Regions from separate parts of the Mus musculus genome. Here region 2 is linked to region 1. Evidence: chromatin contacts called from public promoter capture Hi-C data. All regions are on one chromosome and are shown on one strand. The core of a region is the stretch at or near the end of the contact, and the rest is flanking DNA. Distances in the headings are between cores, read along the strand shown. Region 1 holds the start of Ttc38 (tetratricopeptide repeat domain 38). Region 2 has its middle 10 kb from the start of Gm22818.

Region 1 (6,009 bases), core at 885-3,384:
AGGGCATGTATCCAAACTCAGATTGATTAATTAATTAACTAATTATTGATCAGGAGTGCTGGGGATCAAACTCAGTCTCACACAGCTCTCTACTACTGAGGGAGTCCCAGACCTGAGTTATTTTTCTTTCTAGAACACTGAGCATTTTCTGGACCCTCACCCAAAAGGGGTCTAACTTAGTGAGTCCTCTAGGAAGAGACTAGAGACACGTGATTGGATGACACTTCCTGGGGATGCTCACTGACAGTAAAGAACTGAGGGAAAGCAGGCCCCTCCCAAGAGGTGTGGTACGCCCCCTCCTTCAGCATTAAGAGGAGCCACGGAGTCCACTCACACAATTTCTGCTTCATTTCTCTCAGAAATAATTCCTAAACTGGGCACGGTGGCTTACACCCATAATCCCAGAGACTGAGTCAGGAGGATCGCTGTAGATTCCAGGCCAGGCTGGGCTACAGTAGAAACCAAACGGAAAGAGCATGGTCGGTGTTCACTACAGTTAGAGACGAGAAGGCTGGAAAGGCTAGTCTTTGCTTTCTTTTCTTTTTTAAAAAATTTTATTTTATGTATATGAGTACACTGTAGCTGTCCTCAGACACACCAGAAGAGGGCATCGGAACCCATTACACATGGTTGTGAGCCACCACGTGGTTGCTGGGATTTGAACTCAAGACCTCTGGAAGAGCAGTCAGTGCTCTTCACCACTGAGCCATCTCTAGCCCCAGCCTCTGCTTTCTATCTGTGTCTTCAGACTCAGGCACACCTTGGCTCTGCCTCTGATGTATAACGTTTGGCTCGTCAGTTCAGTTCTCTGAGTCTCCTTTATCCAATCTGGTAAGAAAGCGGCTGAGACCCTGGCCCCTCTCCTGTAAGTGCCCAAGTCTTTTTACTATAGAATACTTCACTAGTGTAGCAATGACTGGGAACGGCTGGGAAGCCCCGGTCCAGCTAACATGGTAAAAGCTTCAGAACACCTCATGCCTTTGTGGCAGCTCAACATTTCCAGGCCCCCTTGGGGCATCCATTGCTGTCCACCCTTGAACTGGGAACCTTAGGGACAAGGCAGCTGGGACTGGCAGAGATGCTTCCCATATTGTTGGACCTCTGTGGCAGAGGTCAGCTCTTCTCTGCAGTGGGGTTTACAGACCATTCACCAATCAAAAGCCCCCCTCAGAACCGTTCAAGAAGGGGCCCTGAGTCTCTTGGGCCTGCATACCTGAGTCAAGGTGGCATCGAACAGCTTGCAGGCTTCATTGCTTGTGGTTGAGAGTGGGAGCCCAGCATTCTTCCACGCCTACACAACAGGAAAGGGACACCAGGTTTTCCTCGGCTGAGGCCCCCAAACTCTTGGTTTTACTACTCTGTAAAATACCTTAGAGGGTCCAATGAGGTGAGTTCAAGGGTCAGCCAGAAGGCAGACAGCAAATAGGAGGGTCATTACCAGGAACGGTAGGAAGCCTGGCCCCTGGTGGAGGAGGTCAGAGTTCAAATGTGTAACTTGAAGGATGTCTGGCTTGTCACAGGCCTAGTAAGGGGTGTACTACCTGCCAACGCCTAGCATCTCCTCTCCCATTGCAACCTGCAGTTGCAAAACCTTCAGATTACTAAGGCTGCCTGCCCTCGGTGACCTGACAGCCGTCAGGGTGCACAGTGCCCGGATCACCCTTGGGCGTGGGACATGCCCTTAAGTCCTGGCAAGCAAAAGGCTGCACTTCCCCAAGACTTGGAAATCAGGTGGCTGGGGCAAGCATCTTCCTGGTCTAAAAAATGGGTTCAAAACCCGGGCCCCCCAAATGGGTGGCTTCAATGAACCGTTTCCTGCATTCAAACCCAGTTCACAAGCTTCCACCGGTGCACTTGACTGGGAACCACTTTGGAGTCCACCCTGGGCTGCCTATGCACAGCGAGCTCAGGTCCAGGTTCCCTGCCTGACTCCGGGTGACCTATAGGTTTGATCTCAACAGCTCGGCGCTGGGTCAACTCCCGGACCGAGGAGGACCCAGCCGAACCGGTGCGCGTACCTGGCAGTCTCGCAGTGACATGATTATAGCTTTGGTCTGCAGAGTGACAGCACCGGTCAAAGCTTTTGGAGTCTCTGAGAGGGTCTGGGGAAGTGAGGGTGTTATTGATTGCGGAAGGGGGCGGAGCGGGGCGAAGCGAGGGCGGCCGCGCTATCCGGATCTCTCATTGGTGGCTTGGGACGCACATGCGCAGCTCATCTCAGGGTCAGATCTCTCCGACCCACAGGTTCCCTGGTGGATGTGGGAGGTGTGGGTGTAGGTGTGGGTGTGGGAGGAAGGGGAGGAGGAATGGGTGGGGGTAAAGAGAATGGGAGGGTATAACCGGTCGCATTTCCCAGGTGAGGTGCTCAAAACTAGCCTGGCAGCTGCAGCCTCTACTCCTGAACCCCACGTGGGTAGAGGTGCCCAGCTTAGGTTTAAATTCCAGGATCTTTCTTGCTCATCTGATGGCATGGGTGCTTGCTGTCCAGCCTCTCCCAGTCTCCTTCACTGGGCCAGAGGGAGGCATGGGAGTTCTGGGCCAATCTTGGAGCCTCGTGCATCTAGTCAAGAGCTGTACCCCATCCCCCGTCCCCCATCCCCGTTTTGAATTAGGATCCCACTTAATTGCTCAGGCCAATCTTAGATCAGCTTTGTGGCCGAAGCAGGTCTTGAACTTTCAATCTGCTTGCCTCGAGCTGTCAGCATTACAGACCTGTCCCTCCCACCAGGCCTGGCTGTCACTGGAAAGTTCTAGGAAGCTTTCCTCCACTTGCCCAGCCTCAGGCACTCGCTGCTCAATTTTTGGCTAAGCCATTGACAAGCTTCACTCAAAACTCTCTGCTGCCCTGGGACAGTCTCCCTCTCCCCTTCCTCTCTGTAGGAGCTTCCAGACATTTTGTGGGAGTCAGCTGGGCAGTGAGGGTGGAGAGGCTGGAAAATTCATAATGCTATCGCTAAGTGAAAGAAATCAGACACAAGCCGGGCAGTGGTGGCGCACGCCTTTAATCCTAGCACTGGGAGGTAGAGGCAGGTGGATTTCTGAGTCCAGCCTGGTCTAAGAGTGAGTTCCAAGACAGCCAGAGCTACACAGAGAAACCCTGTCTCAAAAAAAGAAAAAAAAAAAAAAAGAAAAGAAATCGGACACAAAAGAATACACACACATCCTCCTCCTCCTCTTCATCATCACCACCACCACCATCATCACCATCATCAGGTATATGTTAAACATCCAGAATACCAGAACCATAGAGACAGAAGGCAGGCGGCTGGAGGCCAGGGTTGGAGAGGATGAGTGGTAACAGTCAGTGCTAGTAGGATTGTCTTTTGGGGTAACAAGATATTTGACTGTAAAATGAGTTTGGCTGGGCATGGTGGTGCATGCCTTTAATCCTAGCACTTGGGAGACAGAGGCAGGTGGATTTCTGAGTCCAGCCTGGTCTACAGAGTGAGTTCCAGGACAGCCAGGGCTATACAGAGAAACCCTGTCTCGAAAACAAAACAAAACAAAACAACAACAACAAAAAACCCATTGAGTTTGTACTTAATATCTTGTAGCTTTACCCTTCTAAATGGGTAGCTTTATGTGAATAGTACTTCAGTAAAGACACTGTCTTGATGAATGAGTTTTTTGTGTCCTGTCCCCTTGAATTTTTCACCCGAATCAGTCGAATTCTCTGTTCCCTTATTTCCCACACTCTGGTGTCAACCAAGACCATCATTTTGGAGAAGAATCTGGAGGCTGAGAAGTCGGAGTGATCCAGGACTCAAATCATCAGCGTTCCATTCCTGCATAACCAGGCGGCCCCAAGACGCCACGAAGAAGCCAAGGGGCTGGGCAGAGTATGCAGTATTTTACGTGCCTGGCCCTTTAAATGACCCTTGGCTCTCCATGGACCATCTAGCTCTTGGACTGCTGGGAATGGGAGAGGATATAAAAAGCCAGCAGAGAGTGGTGAGGAGAGAGAATAGGATTGGGGAAGAGGTAGGAGTAGGGTCCAGGAGACAGAAGAGACAGGTCAGAGAAGATAGTTGATGCAGGAAGAAAGAAGACTGTACTGGAGAAGAGAAGAGGGGAGGGGAGGGCAGGGGAGGGGAGGGCAGGGGAGGGGAGGGGAGAGGAGGGGAGAGGATCGGAGAGAGGAGAAGAGAAAATAGTAAGACAGTTTGAAAGTGAATTGGGCTAGCCCACTGAGAAGACAGTTGGTGACAGTTGAGCCAGGAGAAGCCTGAGCCAGAGGAGATATTATGAGGAGACCAATGAACTAAGAACCCACTAACAAAGTAACTAAAAATTAAACAACAAAAAGCAACATTGACAAAAAGCTGGGGGGGGGGGGGCGGAGGAGGTGGCTGGGTGGGAAGGGTGCATTGCTGCCAAGACTTTTGAGTTAATTCCCCCTGCAAGCTGTCCTCTGATCCACACCTGCATGTATTTGTCTGACCCACCCTTCCCATTCCCCCCCACACACACACACACACCCGCCACAAAACAAAACAAGTTAAAGAAGCCTTTTAGGAGACCAGAGAGGGCCTGGGTTTCCCTTGTCTTCTTCAGACAACAGACTGCGAAAAGGCAGCAGAGGGTGTCTTTAAGACCTCCCCGGAGATGCCACCATAGTGCGGTACCCCGCCCCCCCATCCCTATTGAATAGCAGGAACTTCCTCAGGGCCTCTGGCCTGCACCTCTGGGCCCACAAGCGGCTGTGTGATGGTGGCTGTAGCTCTGAGGCAGAAGCAGGAGCAGGACTATAGTGGGAAGGGACACTCCCAGTAGGTCAGAGTACAACTGGTGTCCATGTTTGCTCTAGCCTTGCCCAGGAGGGTAGGCTGGCCTAAACTCTGCAAACCCAGGGCTGAAGAATCCCTAGGAAAGTCCTGGTTAACTGAGGGACCCCAGGTGAGAAGGGGGACCCTCAGGAAGTCCCAAAAGTTCTCAGGGAGGAGCCAGGTTCAGGTATGTGCAGCCCGCCCAATGGTATCAATCTCACAGTGCGTTTCCACTTTGGTGGCCAGAAGTACGTTGAGGAGGCAGCAAACGTCAGAGCCGGGGCATGGAGAAGTTAGTGTGGAGCAAATTCCAAGTTTTAGTATGTATTACCTGTCAATTACTAGTGGAAAAAAGGTACCAAGCACTTCTAATCTAGGGCTCCAAGTTTTATGTCTCCCATTCTGGAGGCTGAGAGCGCAGGGTCAGGACAACAGCATGGGGGAGGGCTTGGAGAGACCCTACTTCCAGGTCTGCAGATGGCCACAGAGTGAGAGAGAAGAATCTTTTCATGAGACCACAAACCTTGGTCTGGGTCGTGTCTTCCCCCCCCCTCCCCCCCCGCCCCATACTGGTTAAAAAACAAAACCACAGCTCTCACTTCAAAGCAAATGAGTTTATTCATGAGCCAAATATGCATGACCATGACCCAGAACACAGACTTTAGGTTGTCCCAGAAGACATGTTCTTCTGGGGGTGTGGTTACCTGAAACTATACTGAGTTACAAAACAAAGAAAGTCATAAGTCAAGGCATTTACCTAAGACATGAGTGAGGGCTGCATGTGTTGGGTTTTACAAAAAGATAAAAAGGAAAGGAATATGTTTTGGTGGTTGTGTAGTCAGGTGCGGAGGAAGGGAGTGCCTCCACGGGCCCAGGCTGAGGCATCCCTTCCCTCTGAGGAACCAACCACATAACGATAGTATAGTATAGAGTTTATTCAGGGCATGGGGAGTGGAATTGAGAGAGTAGGAGAGACAGAGAAAGGGGAGAGAGAGAGAGAGAGAGAGAGAGAGAGAGAGAGAGAGAGAGAGAGAGAGAGAGAGAGAGAGAGAGCAGCCATGAGCATGTGGAGAGAGAGGGAGGAGGGGAATGGTTAGAAAGAGGGGGAAGGGGCGAGAGGACAGAGGGAGAGCAAGAAGGCAAGAACAAGAGAGAGAGCAGAGGGGGCAAGCAGCCCCTTTTATAGTGACTCAGGCACACCTGGCAGTTGCCAGGTAACTGTGGGGCAGAGCTTAGACAAAAT
Region 2 (6,009 bases), core at 1,394-3,893, 370 kb before region 1:
AGGAAGTGGAGTTACAGACTCTGAGCCACTATGAGGGTGCAGGAAATCCAACAGAAAAACAGCCAGTGCTCTTAACTGCTAGGCTGTCTCTCCAGCTGTTTTAGTTAGGGTTCTATTGCTGTGAAAAAACACCATGACCAAGACAACTCTTACAAAGGACAACATTTAACTGGGGCTGACTTGCAGTTTCAGAGGTTCAGTCCATTATCATCCTGGCAGGAAGTATGGCAGCATCCAGGCAGACATGGTGCTGGAGAAGCCCAGTTCTACATCTTGATCTGAAGGCAGCCAGGAGGAGATTATCTTACCCACTGAGAGAAGCCTGAACATAGAAACCTCAAAGCCCACCCCAACAATGACACACCTCCTCCAACAAGGCCACGCCTTCTATAACTTGGCCCACACTTCCTACTAGTGCAACTCCCCATGGGCCAAGCATTCAAACACTTGGGGGGGGGGGGCAAACCTATTCAAACCACTACACCAGCCCATTGTAATCTCCTCATGTCAGCATCCCCTTGTTCCCAGTGAGGTTGGTTCACTGCGATTTCTGCAAGTGGGGTTTGAAGAGTTCCAGCCTTTGAGGTGTCTGATAGTTTGTCTATTTTCAATTCATAAGATATTTAAATTGTCTTATTGCAAAACAAAGAGGGTCCAGGGCAGAGATGCTGGATGGATGTATCTGATACATTGAACAAGCTGGGACAACCAGGGGACTTTCAGGATGAATGTATCACACAAGTGGACAGGTAAGTCAGAAAGAGTTCCCTGGCAGCAGAGAGAGCACCGCGAGAGCGTCTGTCCAGGCGCTGCACACCCTGGCTCTGGTGAGCAAGCCCCTCCGACCCCATGCACACGGCTCCTTAGTGTTGTCTCGGTCTCATTGGCCCCAGGGTTTTCCGGAGTGACACCTGGAGAAGCAGTGAGTGTCTGACACTGTGAGTTGTCCCCAAAGGCAGCAACTGTCAAATGGGAGGCTCAGAGTGCAGGAGGGGGCGGGGACTAGGTTCCTCCATTTGCGCAGGAGAGGGAGAACAAACCCGCACGCATGCGCGACAGGAGAAAGGAAAGAAAACTTCAGTGGAGCTTTTGCCACTTGGATCCAACTCTTCCTGAGCCCTTCTCTCCTTGCTCTTAATTACAGGAAAATGTTACAATGACCTTGATGACACACAGTGCAGCTGGGAAGAGGCCCTGGAGGCCAACCCTGGGCAGGCTCCACCCTCGCTCTCTCCAGCTTCCTGCTTCCTGGCCCCCTTTCATCCTTGAGCTGCTGTGGTCTTCACATCTCTGGGTACTGAAGAAGAGAACAGACTCCTAGGGGGGGGAAGCACCCAGCCTCCACAGCTTCTGCAACCCCAGGGCTGTTGACAGAGGCCATGACCCTGTGACTCAGGCCAGGGTCAGTCCTGCAGCTGTCCCTCCCTCTCTTGCTGCTAGATGAAGGATTGGGCTAAGGGCAGCCTACCACCAGGGAAGAGCACTATCCAGAAAGAATGAGTGTCTTAGGCTGCCTGGGGTGGAGCTGCTCAATAAGAAAATGTGTTGGAGATGAGGAGCCTTGGCAGTGTCAAGGAGCCCCATGGAAGCAGGACCTCTTATGCCTGCATGGAACCCAAAGTCCTCCCTTAACCAGTTTTCTGGTTCTTAGAGACAGGGTTTCGCTGTAGAGCAGGCTGGCCCCGAACTCACAGAGCTCTGCCCTGCCTCTACCTCCTGAGTGCTGGGATTAAACATATGTGCCACCACCGCCAGGCTCCTAACCATCTTTGCTTCCCTCTCCTGACCCTCACAAGGCAGTGGGAGGGTGGGAGGTTGGGGAAGTTACTGCTAAGCATATCCACTTTGGATGCCAAGCCCTGTGTGGAAGGGATTGGCCAGCAGATAGCCCACTATGGCAGGCAAAGGACTCATCTCCAGCAGGGAACTGGACCCCTTGAGTAGAGGCTGCCATACGGTCTGTTATCCTCACTGCTCGTTCTGCATCTAGCAAGTCCTCAGACGGACTGTGTCTGAAACCCAGCTCCTCGTTCTAGCCTCACAGTTCTGGCTAGGTGGATAGCCCAGCAGGCGACAACCTTCCTCACAGTGTCTCTGGTCAGCAGCAGGCTGGATGTTCAGAGCATGCTCATCAAATAAACTAGACCCAGAAGGCTATAGAGCCACAGAAGCCTTGTCCCAAAGCACAGGACACTCTTGGCCCTTCCTGATCCTACCACCCAGTTTACAGTGGAGGGGTGAAAGGGTCAGAGTCAGGTCTTCAGGTTCTTCTGGGGTGAGAAGAATGGGCTTAGCTCAGGGCTGGGTCTTGTCCTTTCTGGTGCAGACTTGGTAGTGTTGGGAGGGGGTGGGGAAGTGGCCTGGGCTTCACCTTTCCAGCCTATAAATTGAGGATTATGGTTTCTGCCCCGCCCAACCCACAGACCTTCTGTCGAGATCTGGGGGAGGCAGATGAGTGGGGTGGGGCGGGGGGAGAACTGGAGTAGAGAGGGGAGAGGTTAAAGGGAACAGAGAGCTGAGTCAGAGCCTCCTCTTTTTTTTAAAGCCGAAATTGAGCAACTAGATAGATCCTCAACCCTAGGCTACCCACTGTGGGTTCTCAGCTCAGGGCTCCTTCCTAAGGGCTGTCAAAGCTGGAATGTGGTTTGCAGGCAGCAGGCAGATGCCAGGGAGGACGTGGCAGACAGAGCCGGAGCTGGGCTTGAGAGCACGCCCTGCCCACTTCCTTATTTTTCTCTCTGACTCCTGTCAGTCACTGGCCCCAGATGCTGCTATTGCCTGTCCCAGCCACAGCTGGTTTTCCAACCTGCCAAGGGTCCTGCCCATGGCACAGCAGGGACTATGCAAACCAAGGGAGAGGACCCTGACTCCCACCAGCTTCCCCCAGGAATCTCTCCCCACCATGACGGCCCATTCTTCTCCAGAGACGTGTGGCCCATCACACAATGGTAGCTCAAGAACCATCAGTGGCTCTGGGTGTCTATGGGACACCAGGACTGCTGTTAGGTTCAGACTTCTCAGAGGGTTCCTTCTTTTTCTCCCTTTGCCCAGTCCTCTCTGCATTGACTCCAGGATCCTTTCAACCTGTTGCTGAGACCCCTGGAGCCCCACAGCCCCAGGGTTTCCAACCCCCATTTCCAAGGCTCATTTCTCCAGTTTGTGCTTTCCACCGGATGCTTTCCTGTCCCGAGTGCCAGTTGACTTGATGATGTCTTTCTGGGGCATGTGTAGGATCCCAGAGCTGTCTCTTAGGTGGCCCAAGCTTCATGGGACTCAAGCATATCCTAGTCAGCCTCTCTCTGAGCCTAACCACACCCATCTGTAAAAGAGGGAACCTGCTCCATCTTGCATACCTCATAAGTAAAAATCAAAGAAGCAATAACTGGGGAATTGCCCTGGTGAGATGCAGTCTCCTGACAAGTCCTGGGACTGGACTTTACTTAGCACAAAGGCAACTCAACAAACATCTCTTCCAAGAAGGATTCTGAGAATCTGTAGGACTGAGGGTCCCCAGTACCAGACAGATCCTCCTCAAGTCCGTGAGCGATCCGATGGCACCATGCCAGGCTCAGTCCCACTTCCTTAAGGCACAATGCACGGGTGATTGGTCACAGAGGATTCCTGCCCTGGCCGTCAGCTGCTCCTGCTGTCCTAATTCGGAGACTGTTGGCCCCCATGGGATGGTGGCAGCCTGGCAAAGGGGTCTCTTTCTTTCTCCTTTCTTATTTAACCTTTTTATTGATTCTTTGTGAATGGCATCATGCGCTCCAATTCCACTCATCTCCCCATCCCTTCATATCCACCCTCCGCCCTTGCAACCTCCCCCACAAAAGAAACTAAATTAAAATAGAAAACAAAAACAAAGCAAAAAGAACCCTCCCAACAAACAAAAGTCTCATGGTGGAAGCTATAGCGTGTCACAGCGTGTCACACAGCATATTCTTTTTGTCCACACATCTTTACTTGCAAATGTCCATTACAATGAGTCACTGGTTTGGTTTGAGGCCTCTCGCTTGCTTTGACTAAGCTATCTACACTGCATCCTCACCGGGACTCCTCTAGGATATCCTGTTGTTGCTCTGTGTCATGTAGATCCTGCAGCTTTGGATCTGCCTGACCTGCAGGGGGTCTCTTTCTAATGTCTCCCTATGGCTAGATAGTCAGTGACACACTCGTGTTTACTCCAGGCTATTTCCTTTTCTAAAGAGGAAGGAGGTGGATTTCTTTCTGTACAAGTTTAGGCAGCAAGCCAAGCAAGCTCTGTGCACCTAAAACTTGTCCCTGTGACACAGGCTTGTTGCTCCCAGGACTGTCACAGAATGTACACAACAAACAGTCACAGCCGGTGGGGGAATTCCATTGCTCCACCCTGAACTATCCCCCTTGCAAGTGGGCAAGCTGGAGACTGGAGGCCAGCGAATCATTCAAGGATGTCACGAACTAGCCCTCTGTTGCTAGCCGAGGCTATGGCTGGAGCCCCTCTACTGTGTGTGTGTGTGTGTGTGTGTGTGTGTGTGTGTGTGTGTGTGTGTGTGCATTTACACGTGTGTGCACATGTGGCAGAGGGTATGTATAGAAGGCACAGGTTGATGTCAGGTGTTTGGTGGGTGTGCAGTCAGGTGTGGGGGAAGCGGGTGCCTCATGCCGGCCATGAGCAAGTAGAGAGAGGGGAGGGGAGTGGGGAGAAAGAGGGTAAGGGACAAGAGGACAGAGCAGGAACAAAAAGGCAAGAGAGAGGAGGCAGCAAGCAGCCCCTTTTATAGAGTCAGTCACACCTGGCTGTTGCCAGGTAACCGTGGGGCGGAGCCTAGACAAAATGCCAACATCAGGTACCTACCTCCGTTTCTTTTCACCTTGCTTTTTCTTTTCCTTTCCTTTCCTTTCTTTTCTTTTCTCTTCTTTTCTTTGTTCTTTTCTTTTCTTTTTTCTTTCACTGAACCTGGAACCCAAACCTGATCAAACACCAGGGATGCCCCTGTCACCGCCTCCCCAGCTCTGGAATTACAAGCTCACACCAGCTCACCCAACCTCTTTTGAGTGGGTTCTGGGAGTTGAACGTGAGCCCTCATGCTTCTGTGACTGGCACTGCACCAACTGGAGCTGCCTCCCCAGCACGATGCTTTGTTTTTATTTTAAACAATTCGTTAATCATTCATTTGTTCATTTATTTTTCACAGTGGTGGAGATGAAACCCAGAGCTTGTGACTGCTTTAATGCTGAGCTATGCCCTCCACTCTGCCATCTCTGCCTCTCCACTCCAGCCAGAGTGAGCACCCTCCTCCCTCCAGCAGAGAGAGTGGAGGAGGAGGAGGAAGAGGAGGAGGAGGAGGAAGAGGAGGAGGAGGAGATAATGTGAAGGAACAGATGGGTTAGGGGCTTTCTGAGACTCCCTTTCCGTCCAGGGATGGTTTCTGGGGCTGTGACTGGCCACAGGTCAGAAAGGTACTCCTAAAAGAGACTGATCTCCATTCTGACACGACCAAGAACAGTTAGCTACAGGGTGGCCCAGCAGCCTGGGCTCTGTTCACTGAGAGCCAAGCTTCTGTTTGAATGTGGGAGCACAGTCCAGGCCCCACAATCAGCATGTAGGACCCAGAGAGATCCCCCCTGGATTCCTGTATCCCCTTGTCGTCTGCTTTCAGGGGAAACAGAACCAAACAAGAGAAAAGAAAGGCCAACATCATCTAGCTGGACCACAGAGGTCCGATGGCTTCCAGCTAGGGACCTCATGCACCCACCAGCCCTCCTGTGACAGAGGCCACTGTTTTGAGTAGGTCTGGCTGCTGTGACAACCCTGTAGCCAACTCTAGGTCAAGTCCCACCCAGGCACTGTCCCCCTCAGCTATCTTTTGAGGAAAGGGCTATAAACAATTCCATTAGGTCCCTGCCCTTGGGTGGAACAGAATAAGGCCCCCACTATGTCGTACTGCCCAGTGGGAGGACCAGCTGGGAATGGTCGTGTCATTGAGGATTGTGTGAAATATGCAGGTTCCCTCCTGATCCAGCCCC

Evidence for each region. Promoter capture Hi-C pulls out the DNA fragments that hold promoters and counts their contacts.
Region 2: a contact with region 1 is called in a promoter capture Hi-C map of pre-B cells. The contact joins the enhancer-like site here to the promoter of Ttc38 in region 1. A contact is called at or near these places in 1 of 39 promoter capture datasets (pre-B cells), 1 of 115 datasets of contacts at active chromatin or transcription factors (the 230-238 cell line) and 1 of 9 other capture datasets (liver).

What each region holds. Positions count from the first base shown.
Region 1 is chr15:85,828,429-85,834,437 of GRCm38.p6, reverse strand. Ttc38 (tetratricopeptide repeat domain 38) reads right to left here and starts at 2,134. Exons shown (of 14, transcript NM_001033337.4): 1 at 2,019-2,134; 2 at 1,214-1,291. The coding sequence starts at 2,039.
Region 2 is chr15:86,199,460-86,205,468 of GRCm38.p6, reverse strand. No RefSeq gene overlaps it. Among named protein-coding and RNA genes, the nearest start is that of Gm22818, 10 kb to the left of the region's middle. Within about 2 kb of position 2,643, at least 157 of the 459 cell types and tissues checked have an H3K27ac peak or open chromatin away from gene starts, as enhancers often do. A contact at or near this core is called in the 230-238 cell line, liver and pre-B cells, where this site is marked.